Regions from separate parts of the Mus musculus genome. Here all the other regions are linked to region 3. A link is a contact called in public HiChIP or PLAC-seq and promoter capture Hi-C data. All regions are on one chromosome and are shown on one strand. The core of a region is the stretch at or near the end of the contact, and the rest is flanking DNA. Distances in the headings are between cores, read along the strand shown. Region 1 holds the start of Plekhj1 (pleckstrin homology domain containing, family J member 1). Region 2 holds the start of Zbtb7a (zinc finger and BTB domain containing 7a). Region 3 holds the start of Efna2 (ephrin A2). Region 4 holds the start of Izumo4 (IZUMO family member 4).

Region 1 (3,055 bases), core at 502-3,001, 620 kb after region 3:
ACATCCTGTTGGCCACAAGTCCCAGCTTCCTCTCACCAGGATTTCAAACTACACCTCTTATTCTAACACCAAGTCATCTTCTGCCTGTCTCATGCTGGCTTTGTCCTCCAGAATCCTGACCCCTGAACCCACAAATAGGGGACTCACTGGGAAGTTGGGTTATTGGGAATGGAAGTGGCTAATAGAAGGTCATTAGGTTAGACCCTAAACTGAATGGCAATAGAACATGGGTGATGAAGCCCCAGCATCCGTGTCGGAGAGCAGAACGAATACACCTGTAATGTCAGTGTTCAAGAAAGACTCATGAAAGAGACAGAAGGGTTCGTAGGGCTTGCTGGCCAGTCAGTATAACTTAAAAGTAAGCCCCAGGTGGGACCCTACTGCCAAGCCCAATGACCAGCGTTTTATGCTGGAGACCTACATAGTGGAAGATGAGAACCAACTACTCAAGTTTCCCTCTGGCCTTACTGGCATACTCACACCCCAAAACACGTGTGCACTCGTGCAAGAAGGAGAAAAGAGGGGTACAGATAAAGAACCCCACTGGATAATATAGGTAGACATGATGCCCAAATCTCTACAAGATACTGTAAAGTTCTCGTTAGGGAAGAAGGCTGAGACAGGCCTTAAAGCCTGCCCGTACCCTACCCGTGGCAGAGAGGGCGGCAGAGACTGTTCCTGCTATACACCCCACGTTCGCAGACTGCACCTCTCTCAGTTGGGAACGGGCAGAGGGGTCGGAGAAGAAACTAAGCGAGAACCAGACCCAGTGGGCACTCTGAGTGATAGCTGGGCCAGTCCTGGGCCACCAGCGGACGCGGGATCCAGGACAAACGTAGGCTCCTAAGGGAGTAAAAAGGATCGGGTGTGCGGAGCAGAGTCCGGGATGGAAACTTACTGATGGAGAAGCCGCCCGGTTCTTCCTGGGCCACTCTGCAGCGCTCCAGCAACAGGGCTCCGAGGGGCTGCGCGAGACACGGCCATGAGCGCCGGCCTCCGGGCCGCGCGGGTCCCCCGCGCCCCCCACGCCCCTACCTCGGCCTCGTCCGGGCGGAAGTAAAAGAGGAAGTTGACCACCAGCTTCACCAGTCGCCGCTTGGCCACTGTAGGCACAGGGCGGTGTCAGCGCGGAACTGTTCTCATTCGCCCACCCAGGAACCGCGCCGGCCCGCCCAAGTGCCCCAGCCGCAGCCCCGACTGGCTCACCGCTGCCCTTCTTGGGGCCCCGCATGCCCAGCTCGGCCGCCATCTCTGCCGGCTGTCGGGACAGCGCCTGCAACTCTTTCTCGTTGTACCGCATCCCGCCGCACGGATCCGCGCGAACCAACACGCGCCCTGCCTCTCGGCCGCCGTCCTCCCCGAAGCCGCAGCCAGCGCCACAAAAGTCTCAGAGAGCGATCTCGGAAGTCCCAACCCGGTTACTGCGCCTGCGCGTTGTTGGGCTGGTTGCGCGGCCCTAATTTATGGGTCTGCGCGGTTGAACAGAGTCAGACGGGAAGGAGATGGCCCGTCCTTAAATAACCGCCAGACATACTAAGCGTGAGGTGTAAGTTAGACTCAGAGCACTCCACGATGAGCGAAGCGCCTTCCTGGGCCGGTGAACCCTAACGCTTTCCTCTTGTCACGATAGCCGGCGCCGCTAGACTTAGGGCGGAGCGAAACTGTGCGGTCGCTGCAGTGAGCACGCGCACTCTGCGCCCCGACGCTCCTTTCTCTCCCGCCTACCGAAGACGGAAGTCCATCCGCTGGGCCTGCGCACACACGAAACGCCGACGCCTTTGCTCCCGGAAGGGATCGCTTCGTCGGTCGTGCGCACGCGCGCGGCGAAACCGCGGCCTTGGCGGAGATTAAACCCGGATAGCGAGGCCTTAGCGTTGGTGAGGAGCTGCACAGTTTGTCGGTGGCGGCTGCTCCGTCGGGGAGGCTTGAAGGTGGGAGCGAAAGCCCGGGGGCGGGACGGGGAGAGGCAGCGGCCGCCCTCTTGCCTCAGGATCGGCGCGCGCCCGCCGGGAGAGCGCGCTCTCGCGAGGCCCGTTGGGTCGCCGCGTGATTGCTGGCTTGGGTGGCGCTTCTGTGGCCTCCAGGGTGGTTCGGGGTGTCCGAGTGGCGTCTCGGCGTGTATTTTGACCTCCTTGGTTGTTTCCGTTTCCACCTTCGTTAATCGGGGCCCTGGCGACCACTGCTCCTGTCCACCGGAGCAGGTCCCTTGCTGGGATTGAAAGATAACGGTATCTGCACATAAAAGGGATTTGTCCTGGGACCAGGCCTCCTCCCAGACCATTACCTTAACATATACCACGTCTCTGTCCTTATTGATCGTTCATCGGTAATCTTACGGTAGTCCGTGAGGTTGCGCATCTCCCGTCCCTGCGTCCTGGCCTCCTGTCCCAAGTTTCACGTGTGAGCCCCTCCAGTCATCGGCACAACTTTTCATTTATTTCAGACAGGGTCTCACTGCTTAACTGGGGCTGACCTGCAACTCGGTGTGGAAACTTGGCCGATTTCCAGTTCACAGACATTGCCATGCCTCTGCCTTCTCTCGCATAGTGGGACTTACAGCATGAGCCACCACACTTGGCTGTTTTGATTGGTTTTAAGGAATCGAGGGTTTATTTTGGCTGATGGTATGAAGGTGCGGTCTGCCGTGGTGGTCGTGTTGCAGCAGTAGTCAGCAAGCAGATAAATGCCCTTCCCCGCGTTTTTAAAGATTTTGTTTTAATGTGTCTGTGTGGAGCTTTGTGTGTGAGTGGGGTACCCATAGGGTCCAGAAAGGGATATCAGAGTCCCTGGAGCCTACCGCCACCCTTTTTTCTTTTATCTGAGATAGGATCTCACTGCACAGCCCGGTTTGGTCTCTAACACTAACCTAACCATCTTCCTACCTTGGATAAAGAAATGGGATGAGAAGTGTACACCACCACGCCCTACGTTTTCTGTGTTTCCTGGGGTTGGGAACTGTTGGTGGGCGTTTGCAGAGCTTGGTGCCCCATCCACAGAGCAAGCAGTGTGCTCACCCAGGCCCCAGTTTTGTTTTGCTTTTCTAAGATTTATTTAT
Region 2 (2,762 bases), core at 18-2,517, 960 kb after region 3:
GAAGGGGAAACTGAGGCCAGGCGCTGGTTCTAACTCCCCGCTCCGCCCCCTCCCCAGAGCCAGATCCACAGTCAGGTCGTCTGGTGGCTGTGGCGTGCTGGAACCCGAACCCAGCAGGCCTGGTGAACCGGGATGTCGCCTGTCCCCTCCTCTGCCTTCCCCTCCCTCTCCAGACCTCTCCCACGACCAGAGAGGAAGTGGGAGAGAAAAGGACAAGGGGGTGAAAAAAAAAGAAAGAAAGAAAGAAAGAAAACAGAAAACGCAGGGTTGGATTCGCACTTTCCTACTTCCCACCTCTGTCCTGCGGAGCTGTGCGGCGCCCCTGCGAGGGTCCGGGTCCACGCCCCACACCAGCCGGGCCAGCCAGCCGGCTGCGGGGAAAATTACAAGGCCTGGAAAACAACCGTCCTTCCCCGCCCCTCGCCAACCCCTTCCCCGCGCTACGCCCCTGGCACAGCCGGGTGGAGGCGACTGTTTTATGTAATCGCGGGGCGGCAGGTTTGCTGGCTGGCTGCACCGGTGAGGGCGGGACCCCCGAGCTCAGCTGACATTTCGCGGCCCTGCAAGTCTTCCCCTGGGGGGTCCCTGGTATGGCTTTGGTAATTTAAGGCGCAGATGGGGGCGGGGGTGGACGGAGACCCGACACTCTAAAGCAACCTAGCTGTACTTGCAAACTCTGGGTTCCTCGCAGTTTGAGTAAACTGAGGTTTATGTGGGGGTTAGGGGACCTGGAGCTCAAATGCAGACTCTGATCTTTTTTCTTCCTTTCCTGGGTTCTTTGCACTACTTGGGTAAACTGAGGCCAAGGATGACAGGAGCGCCGATGCAACCTCGCCGACCTTGCAACAGACCTTTTCTTCTCCTTTCGATTCCTTGCATTATTTGGGGAAACTGAGGCTCAGAGAAGGGAGATGCGGTACCATGGCAGCGCCCTGGTGGCCTTGGAGAGAGGTGTGAGGCAAGGGACCGTCACTTCCTCGCCTTCATCTCAGCTCCTTGGGCCAGAGGGCCCCTTACGCCCCGGCACCCAGTCCTCCGGGTGCGCACCGCACTCCCGCCCCCATTGCCAACCCGGTCCCGCCCCGCCCCGGGCTTCGGGGGCACAGCCCGCGCCCCCTGAACCCCGCCCTGCGCGCACAGGCCGGGGCTGTTTATCTGCGGCCCCCACCCCCTGAACCCGAGGGGCCCCTCTTGCCCGCCCCCAGCACCCTGGGGTGCTCCGGGCCGTAGATAAGCCAGCAGGCTGGCACGGCGCCGCGCACGGGGCGGAGAGGTCACGGGCTTGCCAGGGGAGGGGCCGATGGGTCGGGGCTGCGCCCCCCGCCCGCCCGGCACCCCCAAATCCCTAATCGCAGCCCGATCTGCTCTCGCGGCGCAGCCCCGCGGGACGTGGCAAGAGCCGACCTGCAGAGCCTGTTCTGGCCGCGGTGGCCGGGGGGGCGGGCTGGGCGTGGGGGTGCCGGCGCTGCGGCACCTTTAAGACGAGGGAGGACCCCTCTTGCCCTCGGACAAACCAGGAAGGGAGTCGCGAGCATCATACGGGGCTTTGCGTACTGTACGGCTACTGTAGGGGCAGTGACGCCGCCGCCCGCCCGAGCGAGGTCCGCGCCGCGGGCTGCCCCGATCGCGCGTCCTCCGGGCTCGGGTCCCCGCGAGGTAAGCTGCCCGGGCTGAAGGGGACTCCTCTCCCGGAGAGGTGGGTTTTGTTTTTCTTTTTTTTTTCCTTTCTTTCCTTTTTAATTTCCTTGCAGGGTGGGGACGCGGCCGGGGGCGCAGTGCGCACCCCGAGAGCCCGTACGGAGCGGAACGGACTGGATGGGGGATCTGGGGCGCCTCCGTAGCTCAGGGGTTCTGGAGACCAAGATTGCCCGGCCAGAGCCGAAGAGGAGTCGGGAGGCGGGGGGGCTCCGCCCGGGTCCCTCCGGGGCGAAGGGCACAAGCCCGCTCCCGATCCCTCCTCCCTACTCGGGCGGCACGGCCTCAGGGTTCCCGGCGCGCGGCCCGCGGGGGAGGGGAGCCGGGCCTCACCGAAGGCGAAGGTGGGGGCTGAGGGGTGCGTCGCGTGCTAAGTTTGCAATAGGGCCCGGGGCGCGCCGCTCCCCTTTCCGAGTGGTAGTGGGCAAGCGGGGGGCGGGGAAGGCCTATCCGGGATTGCGCGCAGACGTTGGAGTTGGCCAGGATGGAGCGCCTTGGCGGAGGGGGGGAGGGGGCTGACAAAACAGGGAGGGGGGCTTTGCAAAAAAAAAAAAAAAAAAAAAAAAAAAAAAAAAAAAAGGCCCGAGAGAGGCGGAGGGAAGGGGTGAGGGGTGGAGTGTCTGGGAGGCGGGCGCGTCGTCGCGGTTCTCCTGGGCTCTGTAGTTCTTTCGCTTATCTTCAGTGCTTGTTGTTTTGGAAGGTGGCCTTGGAGAATAAACTACAAATCCCAGAGTGCCTCGCGATAGCGGCGGGTCAGGGAGGGGCGTTGCGGAGGAGGGGCGGTGAGTGGCAGACCTGAGGGCCAATGGATACTAGAAATCGTCCGGCGCGGCGCTGCATGGGGGTGGAGCCTGCGTTTGGGCGGGGCCTGCGTGCAGGGGCGGGGTTTATGCAGAAGAGGCGGAGCTTCCGCGGCTCCCTCGCCCGGGGCCGGTGGCGGTCCCGGCTTCCGGCTGCCGCCCCTCCCCTCCTGTTGTGTAACCGTTCTTAGCCCCCCCCCTCCCGTTCGATATTTTAATTTTTCCCCCTTCCCTTTAGTTCCGGACGCTCAGGGAGGAGGAGAAAGG
Region 3 (2,834 bases), core at 77-2,576:
TGCAAATGAGGCCTGGTGATGTGGCCTCCTTGCTAGGTGTCCTTGTGACTGGCCCTGGTGATTGAGAACCTAACAGATACAGTCTAGTAGATGAGACTACCCTCTTGGTTGCCCTCCCCATTGCAAAGGGGGTGCTCATGTCCCAGACAGGGCAGCTCCCCAACATTCACCTTTATGGGCAGAATGCTTAGACATGTGGCCCTGTGTCCTGTGGGTGCCACCAGGGCTTGACCTGGAAATCCCAGAATACCCTTGACAGCCAAGTTCAGGTCCCCAAGTAAAGCCGGGCCTACAAAGAGGAGAGACATATTTCAGTGGAGAGTGGGGACAGAGCACTTCCAGGTCTGGGTAAAGATTTCACATCTGTGCCCACCCAGTGTGTGTGTGTGTGTGTGTGTGTGTACACACAAGCACAAGTGAACACATGTTTATGTGTGTGGCATGTGGGGAACTTGTCACAGAAGGCCACATATCTAATTTCTACAGTGCCACCCTGGCCTTTTTGGTCCCAGGTAATAATAACACTGGCCAGCTTTAGCTTTTCCCAGTCCGCACACAGAAGGACATTTTAGAATCCAACTGCTCTGTGGTCCCCAACACCAAGCACAGGACCCAGCAAGTGAAAAACAAGCCAGCAAACCCATCTGGTTCACACAGCTCTGATCTAGGTGTTGTAGGGAAAGCCCTCCCTGAGCGAGCAAGCGAGCGAGTGTCCTTTCACCTGCCAGGAATTGGGGTGATTCCCAGAGTTCCTGAAGTGACTCCCAGAGGCCTCAAGGATGTACAGTCGAGGAGGATGGAAAGCTAGGAAAGGGTGACTTGGAACTTTAGTTCTTTTCTGCTGCGGTTTCATGTAGCCCAGGTTGGCCTAGAACCCTCTATGTAGCCGAGGATGACCTTGAATGTCTGATCCTTCTGCCTCAGCCTCCCGAATGCTGGGAGGGCAGGTGTGCACCACCACAACTGGCCTACGACTTCTTTGTTTTATCAGATCTGATCTGACACTGTAGCCTAGGATGGCCTGGAACTCGCGTCAATCCTCCTGCCTCAGCCTCCTAAGTACTGAGATGCCAGGCGCGGCGCAAACAAGCACTTCGCTACAACCTACCCAGGGTGGGGCCACAAAGCCCCCCCACCCCCGCACAAGCTCAGCGCTCTGGGGTCCCCTTCCCGATGCGGGAGGCTAGGGCGGGACCCTGGGGATCCGCGGCAGAGTCTGCGCGAGTCTGGCCGGGGCGGGGCCCGGGCAGAGGCTTGGAGGGTCCGGGGCGCGGCGGGAGGGGGCGCCCGCGACCCTCCAAGACGCTCCAGCGGGGACAAAGGCGAGGGGAGCCCCCGCGCCCGGGGAACCCGGGAGAGCGCCTTGCGCAGTGCACCGCTCGGGCCTCTGCCCCGCGCCGCCGTCGCCGCCGCCGCCGCCGCCGCCGCCGCCGCCTGGTTTCTCGGCGCCCGCGGTCTACGGCGGGGGCCGCGCGCAGAGGCGGGGCGGCAGATCTCCAAGCGCGCGCGGCGCTCCGCCCGCTCGGCGGCGGAGGCGGAGGCGGAGACGGCGGGGCCAGGCGGCGGCTGGAGAGCGAGGGAGCGAGCGCGGCGGCAGCACCGGGGCCATGGCGCCCGCGCAGCGCCCGCTGCTGCCGCTGCTGCTGCTGCTGCTGCCGCTGCGTGCGCGCAACGAGGACCCGGCCCGGGCCAACGCTGACCGATACGCAGTCTACTGGAACCGTAGCAACCCCAGGTGAGCTTGATTGGGGGAACCCCCGGGGACCCCAAGAGGCCCCAGCCCTGGGGATTGCAGCGCACGGACCTCCTCCTGAACTTCGGGGGTGCCTAGTATTCCCCCAAGAGCTCCTGGACTTTGGGGGAAGCCCTCTGCACCCTCAGACTCAGGAGTTCCTTCTCTGTACTTGCTTGGGGGACACCCTTGAACCCCTGGCCTCTTGGAGGAGGGAGCACCCTGGAGGGCTGAGGGTTTGGCAAATATCCCTGGGGACTTCCCTTCCACCCAAGGAATCCCCGGACTTGGCTCTTTTGAGAAGGTTCTGAGAGTCCTGTCTTTGGTTCTCCAGATGAACTTGGGGAAGTTACAAAATCCCCTTTCTACCCCTATGTTCACTCGTTCACTCCAAGGGGTGCTCCAATCCCCCAGACACTTTAGAGGAACAGAGGGGACCAGGCACCAAAGCGACGGAGGTCAGTTTGAGGGGTGCAGCCTAGGCTTATCGTTTTCCACCTTTGTAGCTGCGGGGGGAAACTGAGGTGCAGGAGCCAGGAGGGGCTGCCTCAAGGTCATGCCCAGAGAACTGGTGCTAGGGCTGGAGACCCTGGTGGTACCCAGCCTGCCACACCCAGCAAGGCACCGGGTCCTGCCTGTCTGTTTGGTGGCACCCCATGGGTCAGACCCTGCCAGGCACTGGGTACAGTCAGGGGACACAGCAGAAGCCACTGTTACAGGCTGAGTAAAAAGTTTACAGCCACTGACCACATTCTGGAAAGCATAGAACCTTCCGGGTCAGAAGGGTCTCAGAAGTGGGGGCATGCTGGAGGGTGTCTTGGGAGATAGGCTTTGGGGTTCCAAGGCTTGGGTGCAGTATAGATCGAGAGTCCCCATGTGTCCGAGGCTGGCCAGTGAGGAACTTAGTTGATGGATCAGCCAAGCTGCCCTCTTGATCCATCAACAGAAAGTTGCAAAAAAAAGGTGGTCTTTGAGGCAAGCTGTGGCACAAGGGCCAACAGTGTCTCTCGGTGGGAGTGGGAGCTCTCTGTCCCCTACCATCAAGGCAGAGCTGTGAGGTCAGCTCCTTTGGGCTGAGGGCAGGGACCCCAGGTCCTCTCAG
Region 4 (3,011 bases), core at 17-2,516, 520 kb after region 3:
TTAGGGGAGGCCGAGGAGTGCTGAAGAGGCAGAAGTAGGGATAGAACCCAGGGCTTTCTACACACAAGGCAAATGCTTCACTCCAGAGCAAGAGCCCAGACCTTCAATGAAGTTTAACAGAAACGTGATCATTTCAAACAAATGAGTCAGCGGAGATGGGAAGGAGGATCCTATCCAGCCGCTGGAGGCTAGCCTGTGCTATCTAGGACCTCAAATATTAAACACGCTTTTGATCCATGACGCTTCCTTTCTCCCTCCTTTTGACAGATCCAGGTCCCCAGCGCCCACTCTGGGCCGGTCGCTGGACACTGTCACCCTGAGGGATGAAGTCCCGCTGCCCGCCGCCCGCCTTGGCCCTCGGAGGACCCACCTGGCTGTCCGGAACCGTCTCTCGCTTCGCCCAGTCTCCGGCCGCGCCCGCAGAGGGACACGCCCGCGGAGGGACACGCCGCACGCCCCGCCCAGGCCGCGCCCGCCAGCCGGATTTACTTCCCTTAAAGGGAAGCAGCCCGGATGGAGGTGTGGCGCCCGAGTTCGGAGGATCACGGTGTGAAAGGCAGGCGGCACTCCGCGCCCCTGGAGACCAGGACGGGCGCTGCTAATTGGCTGTAGTGGAGCGGATGAGGGGCGGGACGAGCCCTCCCTCGCTGGCTCGGGAACTGGCGCCAGCCCAAAGCGCATGCGTAAGGCGCTGTGGATGGGGTGGAGCCTGGGGACAGACTGGCATTACCAGTTGCCAATTGTAACTGGAGAGATTCAGTTACACTCTCCTGGGGAGATCCAGTAGAGCCAGCCCTGGGACAGAAGTCCGGATGGCGGTGGGGTGGGTGTGGTGACAGGCTAGAAAGGGGTGGAGCCATCCGTGGGCGGTACCAGGCCTGTAGGCGGAACCAGGCCTGGGACAGGAGTCTAATCGGGGCCTGGCCAGGTAGGGGCGGAGCCATCCGTGGGCAGGCGCTGTCTTTTTTTTTTTTTTCGAGACAGGGTTTCTCTGTGTAGTCCTGGCTGTCCTGGAACTCACTTTGTAGACCAGGTTGGCCTCGAACTCAGAAATTCGCCTGCCTCTGCCTCCCAAGTGCTGGGATTAAAGGCTTGCGCCATCAGGCCCGGTGGGCGGGACATGTCTAAGCGGGGCGGGACCAGAGTTGGAAGCATGATCAGGCCCGGGCAGGGGATGGCGCGGCCAGGGTCCACAGCGCGAGCTGTTGGTTGGTGCGGCGTGGCAGGGCGTGGCGCGGGAGGCACCGTTGGTTGGTGCGCGGCTGGAGGGTGCGGCGCTGGCGGCGCCGATGTTTGGGCAAGGCAGGCTGGGCCAGGCCATGGCCCTGCTGTTGTTTCTGGGCATGACAGCGGCGCTGGCCCGGGGCTGCCTGCAGTGCGACCCCAATTTCGCGGAGAAGTTCTCCTTCTATCGTCACCACGTGAACCTCAAGTCGTGGTGGGTGGGTGACATTCCTGTGTCGGGGATGCTGCTCTCCGATTGGATCCAGAACACGATGAAGGAGCTCCATCTGGCCATTCCTGCTGAGATCAGTGAGCGGCGGAACCCATTCCAGGGTCAGAAGAGCAGCAGGGAACCGGGCAGGGCCACTCATTTGCTTGCTTTTTCCTCCTGCCCTTAGCCCGGAAGAAGCTATATCAAGTAGCAGAAGCCGTGTACCAGAGGATGGACCAGCTGTACCAGGGGAAGATGTACTTCCCAGGTAAAAAGAGAAACAGGTGGGGCCGGTGCGAGCTGCTACGCACCTGAACTTGACCGTTCTGCTGTGACTCTCACATCAGGGTATTTCCCCAATGAGCTGCGGGCCATCTTCCGGGAGCAAGTGCGCCTCATCCAGAACGCCATCATAGAGAGTGAGCAGTGGGCTCCACAGAGGGGAAGATGATCATGGCCGCTGGCACTTCAGGGCTAGGGGCACTGGAAACAGGGCTCAGGGAGGAGTGACTCTGCAGGAGGCCCTTTTGCATAAATGTTTGCTAGCATGCCCATCACCCCCTTATTTCTGTCAAACTAGTCTCCTGGTGGCACCTAGGAACAATGGAACCATCCTTCCCTTAGGTTATCCCCATCTTTCACTGCAACTGACCCCTTCCTACATCCATGAAACTCATGTAGCACAAGCGTGTAATCCCAGCACTCAGAAATGAGGGAACGAGGCAAGAAGATTGCCACAAATCACAAGGCAGCCTAGGCTACCTTCTCTGTGCTAGGGTATCCTGGGCTACAAAAACAAGTGGGGCTGAGGTGTTGAGCTCTGGGCCTTGTCAGAAAGCACTATCCTGTTATGTCCTCCCCTCCCCAGGCCGCATTGACTGTCAGCGTCACTGTGGTAAGTGAACCATGGTCCAGGCTAAGGGCCACAGTGGCAGTGGCCCAGGCTGGGGAGGGCCCAGGGGAGTCTGGGGCTGCTTCTCATATATTGCAGGTATCTACCAGTACGAGACCATCTCCTGCAGCAACTGCACGGACTCCCACGTCATTTGCTTTGGCTACTACTGCAAGTATGGCTCATGCAGCAATCCCACTGCCCCTGGGGTCCTAGGCAAGGAAGGGGACCAGGGCCTTGGGGATACCCCACCACCAAGTCTTGTGTTCCCCCCCCCCACCCCAGGTCATCGGCACAGTGGGAGTCAGCTGTACAGGGCCTTCTGAAATACATGTGAGCTGGGGCTTATTGGGTACCAGGACATGGAGAGGGAGACACCAAGGGAGGCCACTTGGTCCCCTGACTCCAAACCTACTGTCATTGTAGAAACACCTGGCACAAGTAAGTTCCTGCTGGAATCCAAGGTTGTGTGTGCCTTATGATGAGGGGTTGAAGCTTGCCAAGGCTCAGGAGGACCTTGCCCACACCCTTCAAAGGTCTCCAAGTTCAGCTGGAGGAAGGGGGCAAGCCATCCTGGCTGAAGGGTCTTCATGAAACCTATTCTTCCCTGAATTGGTGTGGTGGCAGACCTGGAGGGTCTAACTGGAGCCCCATTCTATTTCAGACAGGATGAAAAGATGAGGT

Evidence for each region. HiChIP or PLAC-seq counts read pairs in DNA pulled down with a chosen protein or histone mark. Capture Hi-C pulls out chosen DNA fragments and counts their contacts.
Region 1: a promoter capture Hi-C map of adipose tissue shows a contact between it and region 3, with 2.7 times the contacts expected there. The contact joins the promoter of Plekhj1 here to the promoter of Efna2 in region 3. A contact is called at or near these places in 3 of 39 promoter capture datasets (embryonic stem cells, liver and pre-B cells) and 2 of 9 other capture datasets (adipose tissue and liver).
Region 2: a contact with region 3 is called in an H3K27ac HiChIP or PLAC-seq map of stem cell-derived neural progenitor cells, with 4 times the contacts expected there. The contact joins the promoter of Zbtb7a here to the promoter of Efna2 in region 3. A contact is called at or near these places in 6 of 115 datasets of contacts at active chromatin or transcription factors (bone marrow-derived dendritic cells, large pre-B cells, microglia and 3 more).
Region 4: a promoter capture Hi-C map of liver shows a contact between it and region 3, with 2.5 times the contacts expected there. The contact joins the promoter of Izumo4 here to the promoter of Efna2 in region 3. A contact is called at or near these places in 2 of 39 promoter capture datasets (both in liver), 2 of 115 datasets of contacts at active chromatin or transcription factors (bone marrow-derived dendritic cells and bone marrow-derived macrophages) and 2 of 9 other capture datasets (adipose tissue and liver).

Annotation. Positions count from the first base shown.
Region 1 is chr10:80,796,875-80,799,929 of GRCm38.p6, forward strand. It overlaps Plekhj1 (pleckstrin homology domain containing, family J member 1), which reads right to left and starts at 1,752. Exons shown (of 6, transcript NM_023900.2): 1 at 1,207-1,752; 2 at 1,036-1,103; 3 at 899-965. The coding sequence starts at 1,300. It overlaps Sf3a2 (splicing factor 3a, subunit 2), which reads left to right and starts at 1,861. Exons shown (of 9, transcript NM_013651.4): 1 at 1,861-1,931.
Region 2 is chr10:81,135,004-81,137,765 of GRCm38.p6, forward strand. Zbtb7a (zinc finger and BTB domain containing 7a) reads left to right here and starts at 1,268. Exons shown (of 3, transcript NM_010731.3): 1 at 1,268-1,696.
Region 3 is chr10:80,178,156-80,180,989 of GRCm38.p6, forward strand. Efna2 (ephrin A2) reads left to right here and starts at 1,327. Exons shown (of 4, transcript NM_007909.3): 1 at 1,327-1,735. The coding sequence starts at 1,608.
Region 4 is chr10:80,701,427-80,704,437 of GRCm38.p6, forward strand. Izumo4 (IZUMO family member 4) reads left to right here and starts at 1,267. Exons shown (of 10, transcript NM_027829.3): 1 at 1,267-1,533; 2 at 1,623-1,703; 3 at 1,783-1,854; 4 at 2,304-2,330; 5 at 2,427-2,502; 6 at 2,613-2,660; 7 at 2,754-2,768; 8 at 2,992-3,009. The coding sequence starts at 1,290. Mob3a (MOB kinase activator 3A) reads right to left here and starts at 394. Exons shown (of 4, transcript NM_172457.2): 1 at 371-394.